Regions from separate parts of the Sus scrofa genome. Here regions 2 and 3 are each linked to region 1. The links are chromatin contacts, called in public HiChIP or PLAC-seq maps. All regions are on one chromosome and are shown on one strand. Each heading gives the region's core, a stretch centred on a gene start, on an enhancer-like site or on the middle of the called end of the contact. The rest is flanking DNA. Distances are from core to core; before and after follow the strand shown.

What was found. HiChIP or PLAC-seq counts read pairs in DNA pulled down with a chosen protein or histone mark.
Region 2: a contact with region 1 is called in an H3K27ac HiChIP or PLAC-seq map of alveolar macrophages. The contact joins the promoter of MED4 here to the promoter of CYSLTR2 in region 1. A contact is called at or near these places in 2 of 5 promoter capture datasets (fetal liver and liver) and 1 of 2 datasets of contacts at active chromatin or transcription factors (alveolar macrophages).
Region 3: a contact with region 1 is called in an H3K27ac HiChIP or PLAC-seq map of alveolar macrophages. The contact joins the promoter of LOC106505288 here to the promoter of CYSLTR2 in region 1. A contact is called at or near these places in 3 of 5 promoter capture datasets (fetal liver, fetal skeletal muscle and liver) and 1 of 2 datasets of contacts at active chromatin or transcription factors (alveolar macrophages).

The regions. Positions count from the first base shown.
Region 1 is chr11:19,009,742-19,012,765 of Sscrofa11.1, forward strand. It overlaps CYSLTR2 (cysteinyl leukotriene receptor 2), which reads right to left and starts at 1,274. Exons shown (of 3, transcript NM_214130.2): 1 at 1,189-1,274.
Region 2 is chr11:19,550,386-19,553,560 of Sscrofa11.1, forward strand. It overlaps MED4 (mediator of RNA polymerase II transcription subunit 4), which reads left to right and starts at 1,473. Exons shown (of 7, transcript XM_013978727.2): 1 at 1,473-1,648. The coding sequence starts at 1,521.
Region 3 is chr11:18,414,354-18,417,615 of Sscrofa11.1, forward strand. LOC106505288 reads left to right here and starts at 1,416. Exons shown (of 3, transcript XM_021065322.1): 1 at 1,416-2,236. The coding sequence starts at 2,033.

The DNA.
Region 1 (3,024 bases), core at 24-2,523:
GAAGTCAGGCTACCTTGGCAGAACACTAAGAGATGCTGTGCTTGATTTTGATGCTTTTAGATCATTCTGGAGGCTCTACCTCTCTCATTTCTAACCACTAATGCGCTGGAAACAAACTCATCACTTTAAAGCATTAGTAAATTGAAACGCTCAAGTAGACCCTTGTCTCAAGAGTTTATGGGGTTGAGGTGATGATAGAAATTTCTAGAAGTCTTATGTTTTCCTCAGATGACTCTTGCATTATTTATATAGTATTGAAAGGAAGACTTAGGTGGCTTGCCTAATAGGGTATCTCCCTTTCCTGTAAAATGTATTACTTTTCGGGTATGGGTCAGAGATAGGAAGGCATTTCAGATAACCTAGAACAGTTTTAAGCTTGCCACTCATTAGAACAACCTGGGAAATTCTTGAAAGTTGAAAAAAAAAATGAAAAACCAACTGCAGATGACTGACTCATCACCACAAGTTAAGTTTCAATCATTCTAAAGGTAATTTTCTAATCTGCCCAGAATCAGGTGATTCTGACAATGTATAGCCAGAATTGGGAACTGCCGATTGTGGCTGCAAGGGGGGTAATAAGCAGATTATAAGCACATGTTCTCACACACGCCTTCCCTTCGGTAAATTTAGTGAAACTTACATTCTCAAATTTAACCTCCTCTCCTCAAAGAATAAGACCCTGACTGGAAAAAAATATATCTTACATAATCAAATGACCCAGTCTATGAAAACTAGGAAAGATGGTACAGTGACCCAAACAGGGGAATGCTTAAGTATAGTAAATCTCTTCAGTGCAATTTATGCAGCAATTTTTAATTATAATTATGAAGCATTTACAGCAATGTGGAAAAATGTATGCTTTAACCGAAAAAAGAAATATAAACTTATCCATGTTTTCGAACATAACTATGAAAATCAGCTAAAATCACACGCAGACACATAATAAGGAATGGAAAGAAACACCCCCAAAATACCCATTAGATACTACCTCAGTGGTGGCTTTTGCTTCCTTCCATTTTTTTTTTTTATTTTTGGACTTTCCCAATATTTTTCGAACTACCATGTATATGGTAGGAAAAAGTTTATAGTAGAACAATATAAAACTTGCTTTTCAAAAATTATTCTTCTGTGAAGCAATAAGCAGAGCCTGATTGTTAACAATGACTTAACAAAGATAAAAACGCTCACCTGAGTTTCCCTTCTTTCAGCTGCCTTAGATTTTGTCTTCCTGTCTCTGCTATCTTCCTCCTCCAAGTAATCCAGCTTGCTTGTTTAAGAGAAAAATGAAACAGCAAATTATACTTTATGAGCAGTGTCAGCCAATAGCAAGAGAATAAGGAACTCTGGTCAGCAAGTTGTCTGCGCTTTACAGAACTTTAGTGTGAGTGCTGCTGCTTCCTTCCTTCTCAAGAAGGCGACATCTGAAGACAGAAACCTGACTTAGCTCTGCCCTCTAATGACTGTTTCATTAGCATTATTCACAACAGATCAAGGGGCTATGACAGGCTAGAGTTGGGGTTTTAAGCTGCTTTTAGTTCTCCTAAATGTTTTTGTTTCCATGGCAATGCTAATATCAACACCACCTTATAAGTACAGAACTCCAGAACTATTTAGAGCAATTCCCATCACCCACTTGCTTTTTCAGCTTACTTGCACATGAGCGGAAGCCTTACCTTTTCTGCTGAAAATGCTGTCAGAAGTTATCAATGGCATCCTCGTTGCTCACGTAAAAGGTCCTTTCTCGGTCCTCATCTTCCTTCCTCAATTTGTGTGGCACAGTTAACCACTGCCAGTTGCTTATAACTTTCTCCTCCTTGTTTCTCTAACTTCGTTGGTTCTTATTCTATCCCTTGTATTGTTCCCTCTACTTCCCTTTCTGATTCCTCTTTTTCTAAGTGTGAGCCTGCCCCCAAAGTCTGTCTTCTGATGTCTTCTCAGCACATTCTCTTGCTTTTGTCTTTATTATCCACATCCAGAGCCAAAATTAATAAGGCTGAAACAGAGCTGTTCTCTTCCCTCCCAAGTGCACACTCCCCCATTACCCCATCTAATCAAGTGGCATCACAAAGATTCAGTCAATCTGACTCTAACCCTAGAGATCATTCTTAGCTTCTTTCTCTCCTCCCACAGCTGACATCCAAGTCAGCAATTCCATTTGTTCTACCTGCCAATTATGTCCCAAGTCTAATCATTTCTCCCCTTCCCCATCCCCAATAAAATCCTCAGCATGGCTTGACTCGCTGCAGTAACATTAGGCAAGAAATAAAAGGCATTCCAGTTGGGAAGAAAGAAGTAAAATTATGTCTGTTCACAGATGATATAATCCTATATGTAGAAAGGCAGGTTGTGTGTGCGTGTGTGTGTGCGCACACACACACACACACACACACACATACCTCTGTTAGAACTAATAAATGAATTCAACAAAGTGGCACAAAAAGCAGTTGCATTTCTATATGCTAACAATGAACAACCCAAAAAGGAAATTTTGGAGTTCCTGTCTTGGTGCAGTGGAAACGAATCTGAGTGGGAACCATGAGGTTGCAGGCTCAATCCCTGGCCCCACTCAGTGGGACAAGGATCCAGCGTTGCCTTAAGCTGTGGTGTAGGTCGCAGACGAAGCTCGGATCTGGTGTGGCTGTGGCTGTGGCCGGCGGCTATAGCTCTGATGAGACCCCTAGCCTGGGAACCTCCATGTGCCGTGGGTGCGGACCTAAAAAGACAAAAAAAAAAAAAAAAAGACAAAAGGAAATTTCATTTACAGTAGCATCGAAAAGAATAAAATACCATGGAGGTGAAAGACTCCTTTCAGTGCACTGAAAATAAGTCATGGCTGAAAGAAATTAAAGACATCAGTAAGTAGAAAGATACCTGACGCTGGTACTACTCAAATCGATGTACAGATTCAGCACGATCCTTATTAAATTCTCAATGATGTTTTTCCATAAATATAAAAACCCATCCTAAACTTCATGTGGTTAAAATAAAAAACAAACAGGGACTCACCTTAAAAATTCTAAGGAC
Region 2 (3,175 bases), core at 223-2,722, 540 kb after region 1:
TTGCTCAGTGGGTTAAGAATCTGGTGTTGTCGTGAGATGATGTGTAGGTGGCAGACGCAGCTCGAATCTGATGTGGTATAGGCTGGCAGTTACCAATTGGACCCCTAGCCTGGGAGCCTCCATATGCCATGGGTGCGGCCCTAAAAAGCAAAGAAAAAAAAAAAAAAGAATCTTCAGGAGACTATGGACAGAAATCATTGAAAATAAGATTTTACCAATTAGAGGCAAAACTATAGATAACTACAGTTTGTTTTCAGTTTCTGATGATTTCAGCACCTCTGTCAACAACAAATCCAATAATAGTTATTGGGACTCACCGTGTTTCAGACAGTATTCTGAGACTGGGGCTAGGTCTTTGAGAAGTTCCAAGAGACTCTGCCCTCATGGAGTTTATATCCTAGTGGAGGAGACAATTAGCAGAGCACACATCAACTGACTTAGGTGAAATGTTAGAAGATGACAAATGCTGTAGGAAAAAATGAAGAGCTGGGTAAAGGTGGCGGAAGGTGGAGGTGAGACGGCAGTTGTAAACAAGGTGGCCAGGGTGGGGGTCCCGAAGAAAGTGCAGTTTGTGTCCCAAGAGCAGATGGCCTTGTGACTTTCTGGGGGGCAACCCATGAAGGCAGGGAGAACAGCAGTGCCAATGCCCTAAGGCAGGAGCGTCCTGGTGCTTGAGAACCAGAATGACTGGAGCCGAATGAATGAAGGGGTGTGACTACAGAAAGGCCAGAGGATGCTGGTGTTGGTAGCACAACAATATGAATATACCTAATTCCAGTGAATTGTACACTTACACACCATTAACACAGTAATTTTATGCTGAATGCATGTGACCACAGAAAAAAAAAATTAAAGAAAATAAGGATTACATTTCCTGTCCTAAAGAGCTCACAGCCTCCCTGAGAGCCCGAACAGAGGGTGGAAATAGCATTATGGGAACGCAGACTAAACAGCGATAAATCCGGTAGGTCCCCGGCCCATTGCTCAAAGACACTGACACAAGATGCAGGCCATTATGTAATTCCCACAAATGCCCTTGAGCAGGAGTTCCCACTGTGGCACAGCCCAACACTATTAGGGGCATCTCTGCAGCACTGGGACGCGGGTTTGATCCCCAGCTGGCACAGTGGGTTAAAGGATCCAGCGATTGGTAGGTCACAAATGTATCTGGGATTTGATCCTTGGCCCAGGAACTCCGTATGCCCGCGAGGCGGCCAAAAAAAAGGAAAAAACAAACAAACAAACTCCACTGAGCAGCTGCTTGAATAAGCTAAGGTGCTGGAAACCTGACCGCGTTGGGCCCCCAGTTCTGGGTTTGGCCCTCGCTCGCGGGTTGGACCCAAGAAGCCCTCACTAGCCCAGCAGATGGCGCCGGCGCCTGCAAGACACCTCCAGGCGCGCAGGGGGCGCTCTGGCCCAGGCTCTCTACCTCGCCTCTGTGACCCTTCCTTCCGCCCGCGGACCGACACTCTTCCTTAGAGCGCAGCTGCGCACGCGCCGGCTGTTAGTGTGTCGGGAGGATGGCGGCGTCTTCGAGCGGCGAGAAGGAGAAGGAGCGGTCGGGCGGCGGCGGTTTGGGAGCGGCGAGCGGCAACAGCACTCGCGAGCGGCTGCTTTCTGCGCTGGAAGACCTAGAGGTCTTGTCCAGGTGAGGCCGTCGCCTGGGGGCCTGGCTGGAGCTGGGCCGGGAGCATTGACTCAGGCTGGTTCCTGGGTCTCGGCGGGGAGGGCCGCACTCCGGGACTGCGGCGCGCGCTTCGGAGGCAGTGCGCGAGGGTCGTGGACGTAGGCCCGCAACCCTCGGGGACTCGCCGGCATTCCCGCCCCACCCCCATAGAGGACATTTTAATACTGCCAGTGACTCTGGAACCCCAGACTCTCAGAATCGTAGGGACCTTAGAGGTCGCCGGGAGAGTCGCTTCGTCCACCGGCCTTCGACAGACATGTAAGGAGCTCCTCCCGCCGGTCCCGCGCTGGGAGACGGTCCTGAGGGAGACTAGATACTGACGTAGACGAGCCCAGTGTCCGGGGTAGACAGACGTGTAAACAGTAACTGTGGCGCGGAGCCTGTTTGGATTGGAGGCTGCTGCAGCAGGGGCGCTAGGCGTCTGTCCCCCTTGTCGTCAGGGCAGGCTCCCTGGAGAAACGAATGCACTCTCTAGAGGAAGTTAATTCAGACTCTTTAGCTTAGAATGTCCAGCAAGGGCATTCATCCTGTTAATCCATCCTGTTGTCGCTGCACTTCTCAGCCCTCCAGTAATATCCTTTATTCCAGCCTCGGTGAACTGCTTCCCAGCTTCCTTTTCTTCAGTGCGTTTCCACTCCACCTCCAACCTGATTCATTTATCCTCCAGAATCCTGTTCAAGTGTCCCTTTTTCTGTAATCAACATTCTAAATCTTACTATATACAGGCACACCTTGTTACACTTTATTGCACTTTGCACATATTGCATTTTTTACAAATTGAAGGTTTGTGACAACCATGTGTCAATCAGGTCTGTTGGTACCATTTTTCCGTCAGCATTATTTTTAAATTAATGCTGTTTTCTTTAATGTATAATTGTTTTTTAGACATAATGCCATGGCACACTTAATAGACTACGGTATAGTGTAAACATAACTTTTATATGCACTGAAAAACCAAAAACTGAGTCACTTTATTGTGGTAGTCACATCATTGCATTGATGTGGAAAACTGAACCTGAAGTATCTCTGAGGTATGTCTGTAATTGTATTATCTGATCTACTAATAATTACATTTTTATCTTTGCTGTGAGTTCAGGCCTTGCCATACATGGCAAGCATTACTTACCAGATTCCTTGGTCAATGTGATACCAAATGATGTTTTAATATACTAAGTAACCTGATGCTAAAAATGTAAAAACACATAGACACCGGAAGTTAAATAGCTTATGTGTTTAATTCACTGTTTAGGCTATTAGATTGAAATACCTTGTAGTGACAAAAAGGACACGTGGAATTTTGGCGTCAGTACAGTGAACAAGGAACTCATGGGCATAAGACAGCAATCTTAATGTTTCCTCTGTGTAAATGTTCACACAGATTAATTCATGTGCTATTTCCTTCATGTTGATTCACTTCCTGGCTTGTGGAGAATTTGTCAGCTTCTTTAGTTAATCCTATCAGATGAATATCAGCATGATTTCTTAGTA
Region 3 (3,262 bases), core at 166-2,665, 600 kb before region 1:
GATTTTCAGTTAGCAGGAAAAAATAAATCTTTTGATTGTCCAATATTTGCCTCAGACCAGTATCTTATTCCTAGTGAATTCTCTACAAAAGGAAGAGTCAGATGCCTAGAAGGCTTCCCTTAAATTGAGGAAACACAACCGCCCCCTTTAAATGGTCGTTAATACTGTGACCTGTAGTTAACGAGCTAAAGGTTGAAGTCCCAGTCCTGTAAGCAGGTGTAGCCCATATCCTGGGACAAGCACACACTGGCCCATTAATTTGGGGATCATCCCATTCCAGTTAGCCTGTTCTTCTCTTTAGCAGGAACTGGGTCACGGCCAGTGGAGCTAATTGATGGGGAAGGACCTAAACTATGAGGATGAAATCTTGAGAAGCCTACAGAAAATCCCCAGACTTGAGTTTCACTCACCTTATGGTGATGAATTTTAGTGTTCCATGTGTTCTGTGGAAATATTTCTGATTGCATTCTATGCAACATGAAACATGCAAGAGATTTTTTTCCTACTCACTGAAAATCTTTTTAACAAGTTTTTAAGAACTAAAGTATAGTTGATTGACAACATTGTGTTAGTTTCAGGTGTCCAGCACAGTGATTCAGCATATGAATATATATTATTCAGTATATGAATATATATATTCCTTTTCAGATTATTTCCCCTTATAGGTTATTATTAATTATTGAATATTTTTCCCTGTGCCATACAGTTGGTCTTGTCGGTTATCTATTTTATATACAGTACTATGTATATAATCCCAACCTCCTAATTTATCCCTCCCCCACCCCTCTTTCACCTTCGGTAACCATAAATTTGCTTTCCGTGTCTGCGAGTCTCTTTTGTAAATAAGATCATTCCTATCATTTTTTTAAAATTACATATATAGGAGATATATGATATTGTCTTTCTCTGGCTCACTTCATTTAGTATGATAATCCCAGGTCTATCCGTGTTACTACAAACGGCATTATTTCATTCTTTTTAATGGCAATGATATTTCTGTGTGTGGGTGCGTGCGCCCGTGTGTGTGTGTGTGTGTGTGTGTGTGTGTGTGTTTGTGCGTGTGTGTGGCTCACCCCACATCTTTATCCATTCCCCTCTGGGTGGGGGGGGAGGGATAAGTGCCCTGGGAGACTCCAAGAGAGAAAGACCCTTATCTGCAGAGCACGTCATTGCCCTTCGAGAGGAGGAAGGAAATCGGGCTGGAAGGTGCCCAAGGCCAGTGCAGCCCTCAGGGCTGGAGAGAGAGGCAGGAAGGGCAGAGAACTGGCGTTAGAGGGGACGGACACTAGAGGGCGCCGGAGCACCAACAGAGCCCACATTGATCTCTTCACTGGGACCTCCACCCGAGGTCAGATGGGGCGTTGGAAGAACCCCAAGGATGTGCCCAGAGAGGAGGGCTTGGTTACCAGGTGCGTTTGACCTTCTGGCTCACGTTGCTTCGCCTCATAGAGGGCACAGAGGTCGGTCCTAAGCATTCACTGGGGACTTTCTATCCTGGAGGCTGAGTGTCATTTGTTTCCCCAGAGTCAGGACTCTGGACCCAGAAATACCTGAATTGACACTTGGGCTTGCAGTTGCAGGCTGCAGGCCTACCTAGGTGTTGGTATCTGGAAAAACGGGGCTGGGGGGCCTGAACGTGGAGTGTGTCAAAGAGGTGGTGTATTGGTGGGTGGGCGGTGCTCACCCCGTGCCCTTTCTCCCGAGAGCCTTCCCTGAACTTCTTCTCTTTGCACCTGAGACTCCTCCTTTGTCCCTACATCCCTCTTCTCAGCTGAAGGGTCTCACTCATCCATCTGCTTTGTTGAACAATCACCAATCACAGCTTTTATGCCAAAAGCTTGGGGATCATCAGGAAATCTCCAGCTTTTAAAGTCGCAGCCTTGAGGGGCAGACAGTGGCCAGTGGAGCCTGGTCACTTGACTACAAGCTGGACACCTGGCCTGAATCCAGGGCACCTAAAGTTGAGCTGGGGGAACCTAAGGCCCGGCATGTGACTCAGGTCCAGGCATCCTGGCCTCCAATCCCGCTGGGGATGGAGCCCAGGACCCCGCGGAGCACGAACTCCCTGCTAGGCCTCTCTTCCATCCGCATCGCTGAGCTGCCCCAGAGCCTGATGGGCGGACGGCGGGACCTCCGACCCCTGACCCTTGACCCCGCCCACGGCAACACCGCCCAGGTTGGACCTAACCTGCGGAAGCAGTGTTGGAAGCCTGTTCGTCCTGGGGCCGCGAACCAGGTCAGTTTTTGCGGACTCCGCACCTCGTCTCCCAGGCTCAGCGCGAGACCAACTTTTGAGGCGCACGGGTTCGCCCTGAGCCGCCGCTGCTCCTTGGCAGCGCTGCGCCCAGGGCCTTAGTCTAGGGGAGCTTTGGTCCTTCGTCTCCCCCTTTCCCTCCCCACGGCTTGCTCGGGCTGCTGGGGTGGGGAGGGGGTCGACCTGCGGGAACCGAGGGGAGGGGCAGGGGCAGAGTTCCTGCCAGAGGCCCAGGGCTCCTCCTGACCTCGGGGAAGCGAGGGGGCACCGGGGCTGTGCGAGGTCCCGAAGCTGGACTCGCTTGGGTGGGACTCAGCCGCCTAAAACCGGCCCCCCAACACACACACACATGGTTCCAATAGTATACAATGCTTAAAACCCATCCCTAGACCAGCAGGGATTCAGCCAATCCCACTGTGCTCTTTCCTCTATTAGATAAAGTACTGAGGGCGAGGGGAGGGGGGATGGGACTGGAGGGACCCTCAAACGCTGACCTCAGCCAATTAAAGAGGGCTGGACCTGCGCGGATTCTTAGGGTGGGATCCTGGGGGGACAGTTAGGAGGTGGTCTGAGCAACTTTACGTGAGTATTGACCATCGTGGGGTGGGGAACAGGCTGACCCCTGAGAGGTACAGTTAGAAAGATCCTTTCCTCCACTGCCTTGAAGGACATGGGTGGGCTTGAAAGGCTTCACTCCCGAGGCCCCCACTTCCCTTCCGACTACCTTGCTAGGCTTGGGAGGAATGGGGCTGCAGAGTTGGTCCTGGGACTTGAGCTTGAGAAGGGCTGCTCCTGGGTTCAAGAGGTGGAAGGAGGAAGGGTGAAAGGAGCAACGGGGTGGGGGATGGTGAGTGCCCGGGGGGTTTTGAGAAATAATTCCCCACCCATTGCGTTTTGCAACTGCCCCATCGATGCCGTAGGATTTCAGTGCCTTTGGGGAGATGCCTCTAATTCTTTACTCCTGTGCTCAAAACTATGCAAAACCAGCTCTACATCCACTTGCTGCTT